2 separate regions of the Rattus norvegicus genome follow, and region 2 is linked to region 1. The links are chromatin contacts, called in public Hi-C maps. All regions are on one chromosome and are shown on one strand. Each heading gives the region's core, a stretch centred on a gene start, on an enhancer-like site or on the middle of the called end of the contact. The rest is flanking DNA. Distances are from core to core; before and after follow the strand shown.

Region 1 (5,057 bases), core at 945-3,444:
TGATCTAATTATATTATAATCTGGAAATATATGTAAAACTGGCCCTTTGAAAGGCCAGCTGGCAGTGATCTTCAAACCCCTGAATTATGATGGGTGGTTCATTTGCAAATTGTTAAAAGAAAAAAAAAGCTTTGAACATTGTGAGGTAGTCTGGATTGGATAAGAAAGGTCTTGAAGTTGCTGATGCAGTCTGACTGAGCCTCTTTGATGGAAAGAATGTATATAACTTTTTGTTTTTTATATTTAATTTTATATTAGAAATTTCATACAAGTATTTCTTGTACATCAAACATATTCCCCTTCCATTAATCCCTTTAATTCCCTTAGACAATTTCATGTCTACTTTCATTCTGCAAATTCTTGATTTAACATACCTATGTAAAATCTAGGAACCGCAAACAAGAGGAAACAAGATGTTTTTATGTTTTTGAGACTGGCTTAATCAGCCTAATATGATTATCTCCGGTTGGGCCTCTTTTCTTACAAATGATATAATTTTGCTCTTTATGGTGGGAAAATTCTGTATACACATCATATTTCCTTTTGCATTCCTCTGTTGTACACCTAGGTTGGCTATATAATTTAGCTAAGGGAATGTTTCGAGTGTGGGTCTAGAACTCTACTTTTGCATACTTCTCGATCCTCCTCGAACATCAGGCCAGTCTACTTCACCTCAGTTTTTATGTCAAAAGGAAAAGGTGTAAGACTTGCAGGAGAGACTGCAGAGACTATTGGAGAGGGGAGATCACTTACTGTTGAAGCTCATACGGATGCCCAAAGCTAACATGAGCAGTCCTTGGCTTTAAATATAAAACTTAGACGGAATCTCCTAGGAAGAGATCCCAAAACCCCAAATCAGCTAATCTGAACTTGGCTACAGATGACTGAAGGCTAAACTTGGGCTAAGTTCGAGACGGGAAACTTCTTTTCAGAGGGAGTAGACTTGCAGAGTTCTCTGAAGTGGTAGAAACGAGCTTGCCCAAACCCCACGCGAGATCAGCGCTCAGTGAACCGCGGCGCCGAGACCTTGGGAGCTACAAATGGATTCCCCAACCACCAATTACGCGGTTTAGGACCAGAGAGAACGAAGGCCCGCCCAGGAGCCTAGCACCGCGCTCCGATTGGACAAGCTCATTCCTCTCCCCGGGCTCTTTGGCCTGTCAATCACTCCGCTCTGACACGACCTCGGCCCCGCCCCCGCTCCACTGACGCAATGCCTGGCGTTCTTGGGCGCCCCGGCCCTCGCTTTAGGTCCTCATTGGTCCCCAGGACGCAGAGAGAAGGGGGGGACACTCTTCTGCTTTTTGAGCTGACTGTGTAGTTTCCCTCTCACTCGCTGTCTGGAGGACAATTAGAGTTGAAGCGTAGCGCCAGAGTACACGGAAGCCGACCGCGGCGCCGCGTTTCCCCTTTCTCCCTCCTGAGAGCTCTCCTTTACAGTTGTGACGCACAAGGCACCCCGCTCACTGACTTCACTTGCGATTGGTTGTGGCCCGCGTCTGTCACATAGCCCCCTCCCTCCTTCCCACCCAGCTATGGACTCTTGATAGACATCCGGGAGGCCACGCCCCCTCCCCGTCTGCCGCTTAGCTCTGCGATTGGTCGAGGGAACTGGCATGCTTTCCCGCCCCGGCCCCCTCCGGAGACTCGGGAGGCTAGTGGGACCCCGCGGAAGTTGTCAGTCAAACTCCTCCCTCCACCCCCCGCGAGGACCTCCCCCGGGCCGCGGGAGCGCGCACGCACGCGCACGGAGTCCCCCCTCGCCCGTACCAGCCACCCTCTCAAGTTGTAGCAGTTGCTACCCCGGGCGTGCTCCGTGGGCGGCCGGTGGGCGCGGGAGGCTGAGCGAGGGCGACTCTCCAAAGATCGGGGCGCGGGTGGCCGCCCCGGGCGATGAGGGGCCAGCGCTGACAGGAGAACGAGAGCTCGGCGGCAGCTCGCGCGGACCCGCGATGGAAGCGCCCCGGGAGGAGGCTCCCGGCCGGGCGGACGGCGCGGGCAGCAGCCGCTGAGGATCTGCCCGGGCTCGGCGCGCCAAGGGGCCGCGAGGCGCGCCCGGCGTCCGCACCCGCGCGCTCTCCCCAGCCGTCCAAACTTCGGGCTCGCCTCCGCCCGCCCTCGGCGCCGGGCGTCAGCAACTTGTGCGGCCCGCGCGCCCCCGCCCTCCCCTCCGCCAGCCCCGGGAGGTGGCCTCGCGGCGCGGGGATGCGGCTGTGAGGCGCTGTCGGGTGAGGAGCAGCTTGCGGAGCGCGAGGGCGGCGCGGCCGGGGCCCGGGACGCAGGGGCGCAGGCTCGCCGTGCCCGTCCCCGTGCCCCGCCGATTTCCCGGGCCAGTCGCCTCGGCAGGCGCCGAGCGCCCGGGTCGCCGAGATGTCGTCGCCGTCGCCGCCCGCACCAGTTGCCTGCGCCGCCATCTCGGCCTCGGAGAAAGTGGACGGCTTCACCCGGAAATCGGTGCGCAAGGCGCAGAGGCAGAAGCGCTCTCAGGGCTCGTCGCAGTTCCGCAGCCAGGGCAGCCAGGCGGAGCTGCACCCCCTGCCCCAGCTCAAAGGTAACCCCAGCTGCCCCTGCTCCGCGCTCCCGGAGCAAGCCCCACTCCCCTTCCCACCTGCGCGCTTGCCCCACCTGCCCTGCCTTGGCGACTCCAGGGTCGCCAGGTACCTGCGTTCCCTTTCGTCGTCCAGTCCCCCTACTCCCTACTCCGCTGAGCCTCGGCTCTGGTTTTCTCCACGCTTAGCTAGTTCATCACTTTCTCTACTTGTCCCTCAGTCGCCACATCCAGGGTCCGAACAAACTGCTGCCGAGTTAGCTGGCCTGTAGGTTTAGCTATACAGAACTAGCTTGAAACCGGGACCAAGTGACACCTTACAGTCTCGTTAGACGTAAATGTTATTTCATAGAAGACCTCGATTGTCTTTGGAGAGGTTATGAAGGAATCGTGTTTCTTTGTAGTGCAACGGGAACTTGGTTCGCACGGCTGTGCTTCCAAGGACTTTTGTAAGGTTTTGTAAGTAAATTCAAATTGGTATCCGTGCCTAATGCCTCGCAGGAATGCTTGGCACCCCTTTTGGCTTACTTACTTTTCCCACCACGTTTGGGGACTTTTCACGAGTTGTTTACTGGTTCTGGCTTATTCTTTGAGAATTACTATCTTTTGATTTACTAATTTCACATCCTTGCCTTTTATGAGCTAGATGTCATTAGTGGAAACGATAATCACGTTCCTAGATATTTAAGAAATTCTTGTAACCTGATAGAAACCTAGAGAATGATTTACAAGGCCAAGAAATTAAAGACTCATGCCAAAATAGATAAATGATCAGCAGATTTTTCAATTCGTTTGACAAAGATCCAGCATCCCTTTCAAGGCCAATCTGGTTGTGATTTGTCTTTGAGTCTATGAATCCTCACTTAGTTTGGCAAGGAGTGTAAAGAAAACCCTAGATCAAATCAACAGTTGACCAGCAAGAGCTTGGAACCCCATTTAGACTCTACATCTGCCTCTAGGGGTGCTTCTGAATCAAGGACGTACCACAGGGTAGACTCACACGGACTTTGGAAAATAGTTTATGTTTGGTGTGTGCTGTCTCGTTTGTTGATTGATTGCCCTTTAACATGCCAGAATTGTTCAAACTGATACAGCACAGTCAGTGGAGTGCAGCCAGAGCCGAAAAGTAACCCTGTCCTACCTATTAGGATAGTGAATTGCTATTCAGAGGTTTAAGCTTTTATACTTAAATTAAAAAGTTATTTTATTCTTTGATTGGTTTTAATTAGTTTATCGTGTTAATTTTAGTTCAAAAGTCTCGATACTAGCATTTTTTCATATGTATTTAATTTGCTAACGTGGTTTTCTTCTTAGTGTTGTACTTCTTAGTTCCTCTGATCTAATAATTGAATTTTGAACATCTGGTTAGTCTCAAGAGATGCCTCTGTGATAGATTTTGCCTTTAAGACTGGCAAATTCACAGATCAGTAATCAGATTCAAAGTTACATGATATTTGATTGAAGATGTAGCAGGTATGGCCAATGTTTTCAGGTATAGAATTTGGTCGGTAGTTAAAAAAAAAAAAAAATTGAAACCCTAGGTTAATTTCAGGCATTTGCATGTATAGTGTTCCTCATAAGGTACTATTCATGATAAGCTGGTGCAGATTCAATTGAGGAAGTACAACGTTTTACTTGAAAATAAAACCCTCAGTAGGAAAAACAGCTTTAAATTCAGTTGTCAAAAGGCTTGAAAAGTGTTTTGGGTTTTTTGTTTGGTTGTTTGGTTGGTTTGGTTTGGTTTTTGTTGTTTTTTTTTTTTTTTTTTTTAATTTAGTTGTTTTACTTGGTACTTTGGCAGTGCCCTTGATACCACCGTGTGGTGAGCTTTTTCTGTCAGTAGTATTTTCCCCCATTTGTGGGCTTAACAAAAACAACAGCAGAAAACCCTTTCGTATGAGAGAGAATTTCTCTTACTGCTCTGAAATACAATCTTACGGTGGAGTGATTCAGATATCTGTGGGCATCCAAGATCTTTCACGTATTTTATATCAGCCAACCTGCTTGCTTTATACTTTGTCCACATGGATCTAAACTGGAAGGGTGCCAAGTCGTTTTCTTAAAAGCAGACAGTGAGTAAGGATTAACAAAACAATCCAACCTTTTCAGTTTATTTTCGCAGAATCCTGTAGGTGAGTGGGTTGCTTGATTTAAAAATAAATAGTAATTCCTCCGAGGGCCAGAAAATGAAACCAGGTTCAGTATGTGGGAATCACTGTTTCTGATCTGAAACTTACGTTCATGTAGGTTTTTCTGCCTAACACTTATATGGTAATGAACAATTAGGGGACTTGTTTAAAAAAGGTAGCCTTTCAGTGTGTTTAGCCTAATTTGGCTTAATTTCTGAAAGGATTGGCTTGGTAAAATAGCTGGTCCTTTCCGTGTACGTACAGCTTAGTATTTCAAATAATTATCTTTGAGAACAAAACAAGAGCACATGAACCAGTATTGTCCATGACAACTGGAACAGCCTAAAACTGTATCATTGACACTTGTTATGTGCCTTTTA
Region 2 (5,057 bases), core at 1,180-3,679, 430 kb before region 1:
ACATCTTTGTGTTAAACACTATTTGTAACCCTGGCATTTAAAAACAAAAGCTAAGCAATGTGGTATAGGCAGATCTCCGAGTTCTAGGCTAGCAGAACTGTCTAGCTAACCTGGGTCATGAGGGACACTGCAAGACCGCTCGGTGGTTTAAAGCACCTGCTACTCTTACAGAGGCCTGGGTTTAGTTTGCAGCCCTGACATGACAGCTCAATCCATCCACAACTCTTGTTCCAAAGAATCCAATGTCTTCTGACCCTCTTGGGCATTTGGCACAGACAGGTACACTTACATACATGTAGACATAACACCCATACACATAGATAAGTCTTTAGTTTTCTTTTCCTTTTTAAAGCTCTAGTTGAATACAGAGGAACTGTTTGGCAGGAAGTCTCTTTGGAGAAAAATCTAAGTGGGGTTAGAGAGCTCAGTGGTTAAGCACTTGATGCTCTTCCATAAGACTGGAGTTCAATTTCTAGTATCTGGTCAGCACAGTTGCCTGAAACTCTGGTCTGAATGTGTGGAATGGGTGAGTCCAGTCCCTCCTCCGGCCTCCATCGTACACACACACACACACACACACACACACACACACACACACACACCATTCACTCACAAGACACACATATTATGTATACATAAATAATAACATTTAACAAATATGTATTATATATAAAAAGAACTTGGACTATAACTCAATGGCATAGCGCTCGCCTCAAATGTCTGAAGGCCTAGGTTCAGTCCCCAATATCAGGGGAATAAAGTAAAAACTCAAAACTTAAACTGTACTGTGAATCCTGGGCTATTTAGCAACCCAAGCCTCGTTTCTTTACATCTAAATGCTCCACTTAAGATACTAAAAAGTTAAATTCAGATGTGGTAGTTCACACCTTTAATTCCAGCACTTGGGTGGCAGAGGCAGGAGGATCACTTTGAGTTCAAGGCCAGTCTGATCTACAAAGTGAGTTCCAGGATAGCCAGGGCTACACAGAGAAAGAAACCCTGTCTCAAGGGGAAAAAAAAAAGTTAAATTCTAAAATACTCACAGGAGACATGTAATAGGGTGTGCCAACAAACGTCTTTGCAAAACTTGTGTCGTGATTCAATATTCTAGCTAGCCCAAAGTCCCCAAGCTTGACATTGTGCTTGCTGTCCAGGAAGACATTGGCTGGCTTTAGGTCCCGGTGAAGTACAGTGTGGCCACCATCGCTCCTTCTGTGACACTCTTTCAGGGCCAGTGTCAACTGAGTCATCACTCGAAGGACAAACTCTTCCTCTAAGTATTGTCTGGAGCAAAAGCAATCACACAGTTCACAATCCTGAATGAAATCATCTTCAATACCGGACAAATCATTTAAAGTGTACAAACACAGAAGTAAATTATCTTTGGCATGAACTGTGGGAACTGATTTGCTAAGGACTTTCCAACCTATCATGCAGCCACCAAACAAGCACAGAAACATTCTACCACATTATTAAGGATTCTGCCCCTGTTCTCGACAGACTGTACTTAACGACCACCAAACTAGACCCGTTCAGCTTACCTATCCTTGGTCCCCTTTGTAATGACACTAGCCAGGTCCCCGCCCTCACAGTACTCCATGACAATGTATAGGGTTGTGTTGGTTCTGTCGATAATACGATCGTAGTAACGGACGATGTTTGGATGTTTCAGCTCACGAAGCAAGTTCACTTCAGACACAAGCATTTGTTTCTCCACCTCTGTCATGGAGCCATAGTCAAGTTCTTTCCACACCAGGATCTGAAACACAACATTCTCAAGGTGTGAGGCTCTATTGTCCTCGGAGACAAAGGATGAAATTTCCAAGCTGAAAAACTTAACACTATGTGGCACGTTCCCGGGTCTCCGGAAACTCCATGCAGGTGTGTCAGCGAGGGAGTCCAGACCGGGTTAATTTACTGGGAAGACCCACCCTAAATGTGGGCGGCACCATCCCCTACGCTAGAGTCCTGGAAGGCCTAGGGCGCAGCGGGAATGCAGAGCACGTGAGCTCGGCTCTCGGCCCGCCGCGGATTCGCGCCTCCAGGGGTTCCCAGCCGTGGCGGCCAGCCCACGAACCCTACCCTTCCCTTCCCTGGAGGCTACAATCCGATCCTCCACGAAGAGTTCAGGTGGCCGCCCTGCCCCTTCCCAGCGTAGGCGACGCTTGTCCCTCCCTAAGCCCGCCATGGAAGGGCTGCCCGGCGCCTCACCTTGCCGTCGCTCTTCCTCCGAATCTTCTGACAGCGGCCGTAGGAGCCGGTGCCGATGCTGTGCAGCACCTCGTAGTCCTCCACCCGGGACGGCATGACGAGCGGCCACCCCGGCAACCACACTACCGCGCCGCTCGGAGTCCAGGCTCGCCCGCCGCACGCCAACAGCGCCGACCCCGGGGACCCTAGTCTGCTTGTCGGAGCGGAGCAACCGGCCGCCCGGTCAACCGTCGCGGGCTGCGGCCTCGCCTCCTATTGGTCCACAGTGAAGGTGCATCTCAGCTCTGATTGGCTGAGAAAACACAACACTGCTAGGCATCTTGGGAAAATGCGTGTCGCTAGGCAACCGCGTCGGCGTTGGTGTCTGCGTTAGTGAGCTGCTCTACGGAGTTCGCGCGGCGTCGAAAACCCCAGGGACCTGGGACCGCGCAAAGCCTGTTGGGGCTTCGGTAATTCCATTCCTCCGCTGAGGTCGCTGTGGTAACGGAGGTCCAAAGATCTCAGACTGGAGACGCTGGCCTTTTGACCTTTCCACTTTGACCCCCCAGCCTTTTCCGACTCATGTGCCCGCAGCCCCTGAACGTAAACCGGTACGTGTTGTGGTACTGTGAGGGACACAGTGAGTGCACCGAGCACTTTACATTCCTCACACTTAGAGAGCAGGAATCCTTGTTCCAGCCCGGCATGGTGGTGCGGGCAGGCAGATTTCTGTGAGCTGGAGGCCAGCCTGGTCTACTTAGTAACTTGAAGGAAGCTAGAGCTTTGTAGATGGGCCCTGCCTTACCCCCACCCGCGAGAAAGACACCCCCGGCCGAGAGAGAGAGAGAGACAGAGACAGAGACAGAGACAGAGAGACAGACAGAGAGACAGAGACCCACAGAGACAGAGAGTTGGCATGTGTTTTCTGGGCACAGTTAGCACAGTCTATATCTCTGAACATTGAACTGAGAGACCTGTCACATAGAAACGTATCCAAAGCTCAGGGATCAAGTATGGAAGCATCCAGAACACAGTGGTCACCACACTGTCAAATTTTACTTCTAAGACATCTACCAAAAAAAGTGTGTTAGGAAAAGAAGTGTTCCCAAATAGCCTATCAGGGGAGCTGAATGCAGTTTACTGACTTCAGCTCACACAGCCAGCCCTGCTTTGACTTGGGAAAGGGGAGCTAAAGGTCTCCATCCGGGGCAGCTAGAGGATAGCGTGCATTACCAGAAAGCTAATAATCTGTTGCATAATTGGGTCATTGTTCTTAAAATATCTGTTCATGGTGTGATTGAAAAAGAACCCAATGTCCTATTAATAAGAATTAGAAACTTCCTTATGTTAAAAATAAAGAATTTATTTCGTGTACTGAATTTAGTATAAGCTAATTGGATTGCCAGCCAGGAGAACTTTTAAATTAACATTCAAGGACATTGTCTCACCTCAAAGGAGTAGGATTAATTTAGATCTCAGAAATTATATAAGGAGCTACAAATGGCTGAGGTCATTTATATGGTGCGTGCGGTATACATTATGTGTGGTATGTGGTGTGATGGTGTTTATGATATGTAGAGTGCTGTATGTGATATGTGTGTTATGTTTGTATGTGTGGTATGTTGTATGTGGTGTGTGTTGTATATGATGTATGTGATGTGTTTATATGTGGTATGTGTTATATGTAATATATGTGGTATGTTGTATGTATATATGTGTATGTGGTATGTGATGTTTATGCTGTGTAGAGTGAGATATGTTGTGGTATGTTGTGTGTGTGTGTGTTGCGTGTTGTCTGTGATGTGTGGTGTACGTGTGTGTACGTGTGCACTGACACTCCTGTTGAGGTCGTTGGCTAGCCTGCTTCATACCCAACCCTTCATTTCCTTTCTGGACAAAGAACTCTTTGCTCCAAACCCAACACACTTTCTGAGCTTCTCAAAACTAACTTGATAACTGCTATTCCATTTGTCAGAAATTCCACTTGGATCCCTACTTCACGCCTTACCCCATCACGGTTACTGTTGATTGTCAACTTGACAGGCTGTAGCATCACCTAGGGGTCAAGCCTTTGGACACACCTGTAGAGACGGTGTAGGTTAGGTTAGCCTCTGAGCATGTATGTGAGGGTTTATGTTAAATTAATTGAATGGAGAAGACATATTCTAAATGTGGGCAACAACATTCTTAGGTCCTTGCTTGGTTTCTTTTCTGTTGCTGTGAAGAAACGCTATGACCAAGCCAACTTACAAAAGAAAGCATTGAAATTGGGGCCTTACAGTGTCAGAGATGGAGTCCATTGTCATCATGTCAGGGAACATGGTGGCCAGCAGGCATGCTTAGCACTGGGGCAGTAGCTGAGAGCTTACAGGTTGAGATGTCAACCATAGGACACACAGAGAGAGAGAGAGAGGGGGAGAGGGAGACTGCGTCTAGCATGGACTTTTAAAACCTCAAAGCCCACCCTTAGTTAGTGGCACACCTCCAACAAGGCTACACTTCCCAATACTTCCCAAATGGTTCTACCAAGTAGGGACCAAGCATTCAAGTATATGAGCCTCTGGGGACCATTCTCATTCAAACCACCACAGTCTTGGACTGCAGAAAAAAGAAAAACCCAGCTAAGCGCCACATTTGTTTATCTCTTCCTCCTTCCTTTTTTGTTTTTTGTTTGTTTGTTTTCGTGACAGGGTTTCTCTTGTGTAGCCCTGGCTGCCCTGGAACTCTCTCTGTAGACCAGGTTGACCTTGAACAAAAGATTTGCCTGCCTATGGCAGGCAGCACCATGCCTGGCTGTAAAGTTTCTGCTTTTCAAGCAGACTTGAACTGTGAACCAGTTATACCCACCTTTCCCTGAGCCGTTTCTG

The links. Hi-C and Micro-C count contacts between places; a contact is called where the count stands out from the background.
Region 2: a Hi-C map of the A7r5 cell line shows a contact between it and region 1, with 5 times the contacts expected there. The contact joins the promoter of Nek2 here to the promoter of Ppp2r5a in region 1. A contact is called at or near these places in 6 of 12 Hi-C or Micro-C datasets (the A7r5 cell line, Schwann cells, frontal cortex and 3 more).

What each region holds. Positions count from the first base shown.
Region 1 is chr13:105,503,904-105,508,960 of GRCr8, reverse strand. Ppp2r5a (protein phosphatase 2, regulatory subunit B', alpha) reads left to right here and starts at 2,194. Exons shown (of 13, transcript NM_001107891.1): 1 at 2,194-2,551. The coding sequence starts at 2,371.
Region 2 is chr13:105,934,181-105,939,237 of GRCr8, reverse strand. Nek2 (NIMA-related kinase 2) reads right to left here and starts at 2,429. Exons shown (of 8, transcript NM_053691.2): 1 at 2,212-2,429; 2 at 1,542-1,759; 3 at 1,044-1,284. The coding sequence starts at 2,307. LOC120096356 (a long non-coding RNA gene) reads left to right here and starts at 2,665. Exons shown (of 3, transcript XR_005492767.2): 1 at 2,665-2,801.